Linked DNA regions of Mus musculus: region 2 is linked to region 1. Evidence: chromatin contacts called from public HiChIP or PLAC-seq data. All regions are on one chromosome and are shown on one strand. The core of a region is the stretch at or near the end of the contact, and the rest is flanking DNA. Distances in the headings are between cores, read along the strand shown. Region 1 holds the start of Echs1 (enoyl Coenzyme A hydratase, short chain, 1, mitochondrial). Region 2 overlaps Ptdss2 (phosphatidylserine synthase 2).

Region 1 (3,462 bases), core at 409-2,908:
TCCGAATCTCTGAGCCATCTTTCCAGCCCAGTATTTGCAGTTTTTAAAGCATCCCAGAAAACGTGTGTGTGTGTGTGTGTGTGTGTGTGTGTGTGTGAGAGAGAGAGAGAGAGAGAGAGAATTATATCAGTTCTATTCCTTTAGAGAACCCTGACAAATACAATATTCTCACTCTTTAGGTGTTTATTCCTTTGTCCCTAAACTCAAGAGAATATTAGGCACCTAACCTCAACACCAGTCCTGGGTTGTTAAATAAATTGTGTTTGAGACATTTCATTTTGGAACTACTGTCATGGTTGCTTAGCCTATGCTAACACAGAGACCTGGAGCAAAGGTTTGGTGGTGGTCTGTTTCTGTTTATATTCTATCTTAGTCTTGAAATAAAGTTTGCTGACTGTTCTATTCTGGTTTGGATTGTTTTCTTTAAAGTATTGAGAATCCAAACCTACTCCATCTTGGGACCAGCCTCTATCTAAAAGAAAAAAAAAAAAAAAGCCTGAGAACTTGACCTACAGAAGAACCCAGGTTGTACCCACGTACCAGGAAAGACCCCATGGCTTGTCCTTGGCCAGCGTTACTCTGTAGCTACTTCCTAACAACAGTAAAACAAAGACTAGCCTGATTGTTTCAGATGCACTTTCAGACCCTTTGTGACTGAATACAGTCGGCTTACAATAGACCTTCAGTTAGATACTTTCCAAGATGGACACCCCCTCTCTTACCTTCCATTTCTTGTAAAGCCCTGTCCAGATGAGAGTTCAAGGCTTCTCTGCCTTCCCTTCCTGTCCTGCTGTGTCAGGGTTGAGTTGGAGGAGAGGGCCCAAGCCTGAGCCTGTAATAGAGACCCTAATACTATTACATCGAAAAGGCTCCTTGGTGGACTTTTGGGGTTCACAAACTTCCCGGCATAACAGTATCAAGCTTGCTTTTGTCTGGAGATTCTGTCCTTTATCTCTATCCTAGGGTTTGCAGGACCAGGGCAAGAATACAAATGAAGGCCTGATAATACTTGCTAAATATTTTTAAGTTATAATTCAAGATAATTTACGTGAACAAAACATTGGCTTTCTTTTAAATTTATGTGAAATCTTCTCATCTTGTAAAATCACAGCTATTTCTAACCTGGTGTTATGAAGCTAGTCAGTTGTCATGTAAAGAATACCTCTGGAGCAGGGTATAATGGCTCATGCCTTTAATCCAAGCATTTGGAAGGCAGAGGCAAATGGATCTCTGTGAGATTGAGAAACAGCCTGGCCCATAAGGAGGGTTCCAGCCAACCAGGGCTATGAAGTAAGACCCTCACACAAAGCTAAACAAAACCGTCTTGCACTTTACCGCTTTATGCTTTATTACTGTATCTGTGATCGCGTCTTCCCGTAGTTTTTCCCCTGGTCAAGAACGAAAGCATACGGCCATCACAGGGGAAAGGGCACAGCCATGTCTCCCAGTCTGGCTTCGTAAACCGGGCACCCGCCAAGGGCACACCACCAAAGTGATGCAATTAACAGACTACTCCAAGAACCGCAGCCCAGCACCCCACGCTGCCCCACCCCGCCCTCTGTACCAGCCCGCTCAGGTCACGGGTCCACCCCTTAAGCTTCCGTCTTCATCCCGCCTGGGATCTGGGGCGGAGCGATTCTGCAGGCGGGGCGATTCTGTGGGCGGAACACATCGTCTCTCCGCCATGGCGGCCCTGCGTGCTCTGCTGCCCAGAGCCTGTAGCTCACTGTTGTCCTCAGTCCGCTGCCCAGAACTACGGCGCTTCGCCTCGGGTGAGTGCGGACACCGGCGGGGTGCGTCACCCCACCCACGTTGGGTGGTTTCTCCACCCATAACCTCTGGGTGGTCCCTAAACCCCGGCCTGCACGCATCCTCACTTGATCCTGGCCCTTCTCTCCTAACTCTAGATCTTTTGTCTGACCCCCTACTTCCACAAGCATGCACTCCCAACACTTGACTCTGAAGTACCTGGACCCTGGATTCGAGTACGCATCCCCACACTAAACCCAGATTTCCTGCAAGTGACCACTGACTCTAGCTTGGTGATCTTCCTTCTGAGCCTCCAACTCCAGCGCTCGACTGACCCCTTCCCAATTCCTTACCCCGTTCCCCGCTCCTCAGTCTGACCTTAGTCTCACCTTACAAGCCCAGCCAGATCCTAGCACCTCGAAGCCATGTCTAGTGGGAGGGCTCTGGGTGTAATAGCTTCTCAACGCTCGAACTTTTATGAGTGTCAGCTGGGAACATGCATGTTGGTTGTGAAATCCCATGTGTTTAGGTAGCTTTAAGAGAATGTGAAAGTAGGTTAAGTAAGACAGCCTGGGTATTGGGAAAGGTTTGTCCATAGTGCCTCCTGTCTAGTCTCTGCTGTTTCCACAGTCTCTCCTGATCGTGTCCTTCAAGCCACCCAATCAGCGTAGCCCATACCGACACACCCACTTTCCTTCCTAGCCAGCTGAATAGTTCCTCCCTTCCCACTCCTTGGCTCAACTCCTCTACAGACTTCTAGTACTCCACTGTGAATTTTTTTTTAATATTTTTTATTTAGTATTTTCCTCATTTACATTTCCAATGCTATCCCAAAAGTTCCCCATACCCTCCCCACCACTCCCCTACCCACCCACTCCCACTTTTTGGCCCTGGCGTTCCCCTGTACTGGGGCATATAAAGTTTGCAAGTCCAATGGGCCTCTTTCTGTTGATGGCCGACTAGGCCATCTTTTGATACATATGCGGCTAGAGTCAAGAGCTCCGGGGTACTGGTTAGCTCATAATGTTGTTCTACCTATAGGGTTGCACCTTTAGCTCCTTGGGTATTTTCTCTAGCTCCTCCATTGGGGGCCCTGTGATCCATCCAATAGCTGACTGTGAGCATCCACTTCTGTGTTCGCTAGGCCCCGGCATAGTCTCACAAGAGACAGCCATATCTGGGTCCTTTCAGCAAAATCATGCTAGTGTATGCAATGGGGTCAGCGTTTGGAAGCTGATTATGGGATGGATCCCCGGATATAGCAGTCTCTAGATGGTCCATCCTTTTGTCTCAGCTCCAAACTTTGTCTCTGTAACTCCTTCCATGGGTGTTTTGTTCCCAATTCTAAGAAGGGGCAAAGTGTCCACACTTTGGTCTTCGTTCTTCTTGAGTTTCATGCGTTTAGCAAATTGTATCTTATATCTTGGGTATCCTAAGTTTCTGGGTCCACTGTGAATTCTTAACCACGTTCTGGGGCAAGGGTTCCTCCTGAATCCCAACCTGGATTGGCTGTCATGTCCTGCTTCCCGGAATGGTAGACAGCCTACTGTTCAGTAACGTACCTCACACTTAAGTTACAACGGAACAAATCACCCAGAACACAGACCTTCACTCTCAGGTTTACCTCCCTCACCTTAAGTCTGTGGGCTGCACTCCCCAAGTCTGAGCTGGTTGGCCCTCCAGATCTCCTAGAACAAATGGTGCATTGGATCA
Region 2 (3,923 bases), core at 1,176-3,675, 1.0 Mb before region 1:
GACACAAAAGAGGAGGGGACCCTTGGAGCAAATCTCAAGCCAGGACAAAGAGAAGCCTCAAAGGCCTAGAGACCATGGGAAATGGATGTCTAGCAGAGGGGCAGAAACAAGCAGGACAGGACCAGAGATGAATCAGGCTGGCCAGCTGGGAGTCTAGCCCTTGGTCTGAAAGTCAGGGTTCACCTGTCCCTGGTGCAGATTCCACAGGTGGCCATCTTGTTAATGCCCTGTGTCCTGGACACAAACCAGCAAGACTTGAGGACATGCTGAAGCACGAATGTTCCTGAAGCCACCTTCCGGCTTAGGCCCCAAAGGCCTCAGACGTCAGAGAAGATGAGGTCTAGGTTTGACACAAGTTTAGGCTCAAAGGTACCCACCTGTTCTTAGTTTTAAACTATCTGCAAAACACATGGTGCTTCTGATCGCCATGCAGAGCCCCATGATGCCGTGGCACTCGATGGAGGGCAGAAGGGAAGTCGCTACACTGCAGGGGGACTTTCAAGACAGATGCTAGAACCGATATGATCACGGTAACGGGTTGTACACTCTGTAGCTGAGTACCTGGACACCTGACTGGCAAATCCAGTTCCCAGACTGCAGTCTCTTAAGACGAGCATCTGTCCTTCAGGAACTGAACAGGGCCCTAGGGAAAAGGCTGACTCCAGGGCTCAAAGCAGGAGGTACACACAACTGGAACATCTATAGTCTGAGTCAAACACATAAAAAACCAAGAACCCTTAAAGAAGGGGATGTGTCAAACAAGACAGAAACTAAAGGAGAGTGCTAGGGTCTAAAGAACTTCAGCAAAAACATAAAAGCAGTATTTGAGTATACAACCTGAACAAATAACTTTGAGTCATGCTGATAAGAACAAATTATTAGACACTTAACACATGGTTGGATAGAGACAGGTTTTCCTCAAGAGGAACTCCATAATACATAGATACACAACCCTGAGATAGTGAACCCCAAGTCCTGGCTCCTACCCGGACATGGATAGCACATAGAAACTTCCTTCAAGAGAGCAGACAGACACAGGCAGTTAAAGGCCTGTATGAGGGAAGCCTAGCAGCCTCTCCACGGTCAGGGTTAGTCTTACCAGGGAGAAGCCCCACTGACAGACTGCTTATATCTTAAATCCGGCCAAATCCTAAGAAATACAGCAGACAAATCCTAATGAACTCCAATGCCGAAGACAGAGGAAAAAAAAAACAGTTCAAGGAAGGCAATCTAAGAAAGTATCTCATGAATAAGGATGCAAAGATCCTGGGCAGAATCCTAGGAGGCTGGATCCAGACTCCAGACAGGGTTAGACACCACCACCTCCTCTCAGGAATGCCCATAGCTTCCAAGAAGAAAATCATGCCAGGCATTGCAATGCACACCTCTGACAGCAACACTCGGGGAGGCAGAAGCAGGAGGACTTAAGTATATGTACAGCAAGCTCAGGGCCAGCCTGGGCTATACAACAAGACCCTGTTTCAAAACCAGGAGGCTGGTGAGATGGCTCAGTGGGTAAGAGCACCCGACTGGTAAGGTCCAGAGTTCAAATCCCAGCAACCACATGGTGGCTCACAGCCATCTGTAACGAGATCTGACTCCCTCTTCTGGAGTGTCTGAAGATAGCTACAGTGTACTTACATATAATAAATAAATAAATCTTTAAAAAAAAAAAAAAAAAAAACCAGACCAAACCAACATCCCAAATAAACCACATTTTAAAAATTATTTGGTGCAAATACCATCATCAATAAAGGAAAAACTCACACAATCATCTTACTTAATGTAGAAAACGCATCTCACAAAATCAAAAAGTCTAACACGGAATAATGAAAACCAGAAGCCAGCTGCACCAGAACCAAAACAGCTCCCGCTCGGTGAAGGCTTCTGAGAAAAGTCAGAGCTCAGATTGCACCTCGCAGAAAGGCTGGATACTCCGATAAGGTCCAGAACCAGGTAAGGAGGTCCATGCTTGTGATCAGCCTCCGGAAGGCCCAGCTAGGGGAGTCAGGCAAGAGTGGGAAACAGCAGACTGTAAGGAAGTGTGGCAGCATCCTGGTGCAGATGGCAGGGGCTAGACAACAACAAAGCCTGCACAAGCACTAGAGCTGGTAAGGTTAGCAAGGCCACAGGACACACATCAACACAAAAACTATTTCTACACCCTATTAGCAAATTAAATACTTGGGAATAATTTAACAATGCAAGTACAAAATGTACATTATGAAAACTATAAAGTATAATAGGAAGTCATTAAGGGGCTATAAGGGGATAGAAAGATACCTCAAGTCCATGAACCACAAGATCTAACACTGTGGTGGCAGTGTTCTAAACTGATCAATTCGACCTCTGTTAACATCTCACCTGCTAGGGTTGGGGTGGGGCTCAGTAGTAGAGCGTTTGCCTAGCATGCAGGAGGACTGAATTCCACCACCAGCATTGCAAACAAAGAAAACGAAACCTCACCAGCTCTCTTACATAGCCAGAAAGAGAGTCTAGCATTCACTTGGAAATGCAGGAGATCAGCTGACACGGGGCAATCATGAGAGAGAAGAACAGGGGCTGGAAAAGTGGCTCAGTGGTTAAGAGCACTGACTGCTCTTCTAGAGATCCTGAGTTCAACTCCCAGCAACCACATGGTGGCTCACAACCATCTGTTGTGGAATCCGATGCCCTCTTCTGGTGTGTGAAGACAGCAACAGTGTACTTGTATAAAACAGATAAATCACCGGGTGTAGTGTCGCATGCCTTGGATCCCAGCACTTGGGAGGCAGAGGCAGAGGCAGGCGGATTTCTGAGTTCGAGGCCAGCCTGGTCTACAAAGTGAGTTACAGGACAGCCAGGGCTACACAGAGAAACCCTGTCTTGGAAAAAAACAAAACAAAACAAAAATAAATCTTTAAAAAAGAAAAGAAAGAGAAGAACAAAGTGTGGAAGATTGCCATGGCCACCTGGCCTACCAGACACCCACCAGCCTTTGCAGAGCTGACAGCCCGTTAGTAGCTTAGTCTGTGACCTATACAGTCCAGAGGAGCCCTGGAGATGAGACACTTAGGTGTGCTATGGTGTTTTCAAGTGAATCTCTGGCAGGAAAAAGACAAAACAAGAGATGTCACCTTATACCCATTAGGATATAATTCCATTCACCGCCAGCAAATCCAGCTCTGACAACAGAACTCAGACAACAGAACTGAAAGATGGCATAAAGCAGCAGAATTCTAGGTCAGCGCTGGTGGGATGCAAGATGGCACAGCCATGCTGGAATGCAATCTGGCAGCTCCTCAAACATTAAAGGCCTGTGTGATGAGACCAGTGAGACCACAATGGGCCTGTCTAGGAGAGAAATGCAACTTTGTATCCCACAAGCCCTAACAGGATTGTTGAGAGCAGCTTGATTCACAGCAGCTCCTAATGGGAAACCAAATGCCTCTTGGGTCCTGAAATGTCCCTCAGGAAAGAAGAAACACTGTACCAACGATACAGCTGGGTGGACCTCAAAGACATGATATGGGTTATCAAGAACACCCTCGGGGTGTTCCAAGACAAGTCTTGACAGATGGCAGGTAACTGGAGAGTAGAACAGAGAGACTATCAAAGAGATCTGAGTGAGTTTTCTAGATACGGAACTGTTCTGGGTCTACTAGGATGTTTGTACATGCACAGGGACTCAGCCCTGCATAACTGCCCCAGACGGTGTGGTGGATTTAGCACAATAAAAACCCTAGTGACTCACTCACTCATGGAACTCAGAATTCAGTGACTGAAGCAGAGTGGACCATTAGTGAACACATAATGCAATACTCCATTCCCCTCCCACCCCCCTGGTGAGCTGCAAATCCCACCAGCTCCCCCGGGTCCCAGGCAGGCCCAAGTTCCTAAAGCGGCAGCTACTGCACTTGACCTGTCTGTCATCAGAGGAGCTG

The links. HiChIP or PLAC-seq counts read pairs in DNA pulled down with a chosen protein or histone mark.
Region 2: an H3K27ac HiChIP or PLAC-seq map of embryonic stem cells shows a contact between it and region 1, with 3 times the contacts expected there. The contact joins the enhancer-like site here to the promoter of Echs1 in region 1. A contact is called at or near these places in 1 of 39 promoter capture datasets (cranial neural crest), 2 of 484 Hi-C or Micro-C datasets (B cells and embryonic stem cells) and 4 of 115 datasets of contacts at active chromatin or transcription factors (astrocytes, embryonic stem cells and stem cell-derived neural progenitor cells).

What each region holds. Positions count from the first base shown.
Region 1 is chr7:140,114,617-140,118,078 of GRCm38.p6, reverse strand. It overlaps Echs1 (enoyl Coenzyme A hydratase, short chain, 1, mitochondrial), which reads left to right and starts at 1,658. Exons shown (of 8, transcript NM_053119.3): 1 at 1,658-1,772. The coding sequence starts at 1,685. It also overlaps a transcript of Paox not described here.
Region 2 is chr7:141,147,368-141,151,290 of GRCm38.p6, reverse strand. All of the region lies in intron 4 of Ptdss2 (phosphatidylserine synthase 2), which reads right to left. Among named protein-coding and RNA genes, the nearest start is that of Ptdss2, 18 kb to the right of the region's middle. Within about 2 kb of position 2,425, at least 16 of the 459 cell types and tissues checked have an H3K27ac peak or open chromatin away from gene starts, as enhancers often do. A contact at or near this core is called in embryonic stem cells, where this site is marked.